2 separate regions of the Rattus norvegicus genome follow, and region 1 is linked to region 2. A link is a contact called in public Hi-C data. All regions are on one chromosome and are shown on one strand. Each heading gives the region's core, a stretch centred on a gene start, on an enhancer-like site or on the middle of the called end of the contact. The rest is flanking DNA. Distances are from core to core; before and after follow the strand shown.

Region 1 (2,754 bases), core at 103-2,602, 86 kb after region 2:
AATATCTTTATAAGATCCACACAAAAATGTAAAAGGCAAGGAATAGAAAGGGCAGCCTTGATGCAGAATAAACATGAATTGTTTATATTTCTGACATCAAGATTTGCAAAGATATGGCGAGTAACCAAGAGAATATGATATCCATATAAAAGCAGGAAAGTTTCCCGCGGGAAATGAGAGGAGAATCACAGCTGAGCGGATGGCGTTCCAACTTCGGAGGTAAACTTGTTAAAAACAGAAGTCTGTCATGTGAGATAACAGTCATGCAATCAGGGAAAGAAAGTAAGCCCCCTTTGTCAAAAGACACGGCCATAGATGAGAAAGTGCTTTGAGTCAATTGTCTAGCAAAAGAGCCCACGGAGGAGGAAGAGGACATTTGCACAGAACTCAGGCTCTGGAAGTCTCAAGTTCTCACACTTGCAGAGAGTCTGCTTTGTCGGCTAGAGTTGTCTATACCTGAGACATCTGACACCTGGATGCGACTGCTGTTCATGAGTGTGTATGGCTTCTGTACATGGACTCTAATATCCCAACATGCATGCGCCTCTCATGTTGTGAAAAAAATTCCCAGTTTAAAAAATAGAGGAGAAAACGAATCTTTCTGAAAAGACAAAAAAGACATACTTGTTCATGATGAAATGTCAGTAAAACATTCACGAAGGCCCAAATCAACTTTATTCCTTCATATCGTGCTGTTAAACCAAGAACATAGTATATTTAGCTTTTAAAATATTCTGTCTTTTAAACTTTTATTTTATTATTTGTTTATGTTTATGCGTGTAGAGGTACCTGTGGAGGCAGGAGAGGCAATCAGATCCCCTGGCACTGGAACTAGAGGTGGTTGAGAGCTGCCCCACATGGGTGCTGGGAACTGAATCTGGGTCCTTTGCAGGAGCAGTGAGTGATCTTAACCAAGCATGGAGCACCGTTCCACTCGTGAAATGTACTTTACCTGGGAAAGATTCTCACTTGTGGTGGAATTTAACCCTAAATTGAAAGCATCTTCTACATAAAGTAGAAAACTGTATGCAGAAAATACCATATGTGTCATTTGCATGCATAAAGTACTTTTTTTCTTGGTCAGTGTAAAGTTTATTAAAGCACTGTGTGTGTATGTGTATGTGTATGTGTATGTATATGTATATGTATATGTATATGTATATGTATATGTATATGAATATGTATAAGCTCAACTCTGCTGCCAATCCTCTTCAGGTAAGTCCAGCTGTTCCCTTGTTAGCCCTCTTTCTTCATTTCCTGACTTTCCCAAGTCTGTTGACTTGAGTGACAGTTCTAACTTTTTCTCACAGTCAGAGTGTCCTTTAGACTGGATGATTCACCAGTTGGAAACTATCTCAGGCTCCCAAGATAATTGTGGAATGTCAGTTCACTGCACAGAGTGCAAGTTCAGCATGAAGGAGTATGAGACATGAGCTTCAGAAGAAGGCAAACGTTAAAAGCAGTCAAGTTCAGTTGCAGGAAGGGGCCTCCAGCTTCTAAGCTGGTGTACGTGAGGAAGGGTTCTCCCCTGCCCCAAACTAGTATACATGAAAGAGAAAGAAGCCTAACCTAACTGTCTTACTGTTCAAGCTTTCTAAGAAGTTAAAACTTGCCTCTAAGTTCACAAAAACAAGTAAGAAAGGAAAGAAAAAGAATTAACCTGTATTGTCTTCTCAAAGATCAACACAGAAACACCACCTGTCTGAAAAGTACATTGTGGTGATAATAAGTTAAAATCTAAATATTCCTGGAACCACGAAGCTGATAAGTTATGCTCAACATTAGGGGATTCTTGATTTTCAGTTTTGGAGGAAATCAAGTAATCGTACCAGTTGAGAGTAGTCTGTTTTGGTCACTTCAGTACTTAAAATCTCCTGTCAAGAAAATTAGAAGCTTCAGGGCACTGTGGGAATCTCTACAGAGAAACACTGCCATGTTGCCTTGTGTGGAGCCTAAGTTAGAAAATTGCTACAGTAAGTAGTATCTTAGTAGAGTGATTTGAAGAATCTCAAATACATAGCAATAAAATACAAGTTTCATTTAATATCTCATGACTGGACAACTTGTATGCAAAGAAATGTTAATTCCAGGACTTTGAAGAACGAGAAGAATTTTTGATGTGTTAATGAGTCTAATTCCAAAGTTTCAGACAGGTAAGATTACTTCCTCAACATGACAGGGCTTAAAAGTTACAAGGGCAATGTAAAGATTATTATACGTTTATGTTTTAAAAATATATAGTTCTGAAAAGTATTGTTACTTTAGCGACCCAAATAGAACAATCACAAAAATCATCTATAGTCTATGACCCTGGGTTCAGGCTTGTAAATTTGAATGGAAACAAGAAACAAACAAACCAACCCGGAAGTGTGTTGGCTTGATGTATTTCCATGCTTCTGTGTGGGGAAAAGGAGGCCCTGGCAGGAAATGAAGGCAGAGTAAGTCACACCCCTTTCTGAAAGGATGGTGACCTTGGCTCCAGGAAAAGCACTATGGGAATGTCCTCACTGTTCAACTTCCAATGCTGTTGAAGTGATTCCATGAAGTGTGTGTGCACAGTTGTTATTTATCCAGCTTTGAACTTAACAGTAGACAAAGAAACATTGGGAGTGACCCTAAGGAGACTCACATGGACGGCCACGACCGTACAAGATCTTGAAATTATTAAGTGGAGCAGTTGTCTCCAAGCACAAGGAGTACAGCATCTCAGGGAAAAGGGGAGACTGATTTTTTTCATTCTCACAGGAGACAACA
Region 2 (2,706 bases), core at 140-2,639:
GAGGTTGCTGTCCCCCGGAAGGGTGAAATAGGCCAGGACAGGTGGGATCCCTCTCCCGTAGTTCATTATCTCCAGTGTCTTCCTTCACACAGGCCAGCTCATGGGCCAGGCATGTTTATAGTGACTTGGGTTTTCACACAGCTCCATCCCTCGTTTCCATACACCATATTCCCACTTGACCAGGGGGATGTGCTTTCTGCCAAGCACCTCATCTTGAAGTAACTCGTTATTACATGAGGACGAAGACAGATCTGTGGACTGGAGAGCATCGCCTGTTCATGAGCTTGATCGGAGGAATCCTGCTGAGAGAGCGATTGCTCTTGCTTTGCATGATTGATCCAAGCTTAATTTCTCTAGACTCTTCCTGGGCTTTATTTTCCAGAGGCTCCAACTTGTACCTGTAAGTTCCCTAGGGTGCATTTCCTCCTCATGAGAGGAAGAACCTATAAGGTACCTTCTGCCTAGAAACCCTGTCTAGAAGGAAAACCAAACTTCAGAAATTTAAGTGGCAGCCCTGTTGTAGGAGGCGATGAATGTAAGAATATTGCTAGTAACACGGAGGAGTTCAATTCAGGGCCTCAAGAAAAGGAGGCTGCCACCCAGGAAAACGAAGTCCTTTGATGTCTGGCAGGATCACAGAAGTAGGTATTGCCCACATTTAAAGCACGGTGCTGTTTGCGCATCCCCGCTTCCCTTTCTAAGTTAGGTTATTGCCTCTAAATTACATACTTCCTACATAACCTAGCCCTAGACAGAGGTGGGAGAAAATAAAAAAGGACAAGTGTGTGGAGCTGACAGTAATCGCTTTTGAGCTCTGGCGGCAAGAGAGGAGGGAGTAAATGGTGATTACTGGTTGCTAAGAACGGTGCTGCGTTTTAAAATGGAGAGGAGCACTAATCTGTGAAGGCCCTTTCCCTCCTCTCTAAAAAAGGGAGGCTACAGAGGGCTTTGCAGGCTACTGCAGCCTGGGCGGAATCGCTGAGGGCTCCTCTCTCTGCACCACAAGCTTGACACCAGGCCTCATTTTGCTGAGCCAAAAAAGGGTCCTTTTGTTGCTGATTTTTTTTCCTTTCATTCTTTTCCTCCCTAGTGTCATCTCTCATGGTTGCCTGGGCAACCAGTGTGTATCCTTTCAGCGTAGGTTACTGGGCCCCAGGAAGGAAGTGCTCCAGTGCTGGCCTGCTATTTTTATAGAACCGTTACATAATACAGTCTATTAGAGCTTCCTCTTGGTGTTTTATTGCACAAAGGGGAAATTAAGTTTGATGACTCCTAAATGTTGGATGGAGGATGTCAGGTGACTCTGGGATTGTTCGGCTTAGGCCATACAGCAACGATGTTCCCATAAGCAATTCTAGGAGAACTGATATTCAATCAAGCCCTTGGCAACGATCCCACTCGAGGAAGCAGAGCTCTCTCTGTGGCAGTGTAGCCACAGGCAGCCAGGCTCTCTTCCCAGCTGAGGCAGAGGGAAGTTTTTAAAGATGCAGCTCATTCAGTTTCCTGAGGCTGGGTGGTTACTGGCAAAAAGGTGAGTTCAAAGACAGGGCTAGGCTGCCTCCCTGGGTGTAGGGTCTGGATGCTGTGGCCAGGTTTGCCTCTGGGCCGCTCTGAATTTTGGCCAGTGGTGCTGTCTATTGCTGACATTTACAGCCTGACTGGTGCTTCCGTCACGGGGTCAGGTATTGGGCCCTTATTCCTCCTGAATGTAAACTCTCCTGGTTTCCCAGCTGACTGTTTCCCTCAGCATCTACTCCTCGAATAGATACTGTATTTTGCCTTTGGAGTACATTTATAGTGTTATCACGACACCCTTGATTGCTGGACCATTTCACAGCCTGAATTTCACACTGTATAACCTGATTGCTTGCTTATCTATCTATCTATCTATCTATCTATCTATCTATCTATCTATCATCTATCTATCTATCTATCTATCTATCTATCTATCTATCATCTATCTATCTATCTATCTTCTATCTGTTTTTGTGTGTGCCTATTCCTATGTTAGAGGCCAAAGGACAACCTCAGCTATCATTCTTCAGGGTTGTCTGTCTACCCTAATTTTGACACAGGTTTCCCTTCCTGGCTTGGAGCTCATCAAGCTGGCAGACTGGCTGGCCAACAAACCATAGAGGCCCCCTTGTCTCCACCTTTTCTGTGCTGGGATTACAAACGCAAGCTACCATGCCCAGAGTTTTTATTTACACATTTGTCCATTGTGTGTGCATGTGTATATGTGTGCATGTATGTGTGCATGTGTGTGTGCATGTGTGTGTGCATGTATATACCAGTGTCTGAGCATGTTTGTGTGTGCATGTGTACATGTCTCCATACCATTGATGCTTTTTACAGAACAAGAATGATAGAGAGGGATTGTTGTACCAGGAATTAACACTTTAGCGTCTGAACTGAGGATCACACTTCGTTGTCCCTTACAAAGGACAATGGCCCCTCTTATGGAGGCCTTATCCAAACATGGTTGACTGGCCATTGTGCAAACCACTTTTATCTGTAAATCAAAGTCACCTGCTTTTTCATGTCAAAGAAATCATGAAAATAAAGGCACAGTGTGTCTACAGCCTTACCTTGATGAAAAAGTCCTTAAAAAAAAATCACACTGTAGAGTCAGGACATAATCATGGTATTTGTATTCCAGATTGGACATAGGAAAAGCCGAGTTTAACAATAGATCCTGGTCTCCAT

Evidence for each region. A called contact is a pair of places that touch in the nucleus more often than the background predicts.
Region 1: a Hi-C map of kidney shows a contact between it and region 2, with 2.1 times the contacts expected there. The contact joins two enhancer-like sites. A contact is called at or near these places in 2 of 12 Hi-C or Micro-C datasets (kidney and psoas muscle).

What each region holds. Positions count from the first base shown.
Region 1 is chr2:122,713,114-122,715,867 of GRCr8, forward strand. LOC134485902 (a long non-coding RNA gene) reads right to left here. Exons shown (of 3, transcript XR_010064258.1): 3 at 1-2,754. Among named protein-coding and RNA genes, the nearest start is that of Spry1, 230 kb to the left of the region's middle. Within about 2 kb of position 1,353, at least 11 of the 93 cell types and tissues checked have an H3K27ac peak or open chromatin away from gene starts, as enhancers often do.
Region 2 is chr2:122,626,877-122,629,582 of GRCr8, forward strand. No RefSeq gene overlaps it. Among named protein-coding and RNA genes, the nearest start is that of Spry1, 140 kb to the left of the region's middle. Within about 2 kb of position 1,390, at least 64 of the 93 cell types and tissues checked have an H3K27ac peak or open chromatin away from gene starts, as enhancers often do.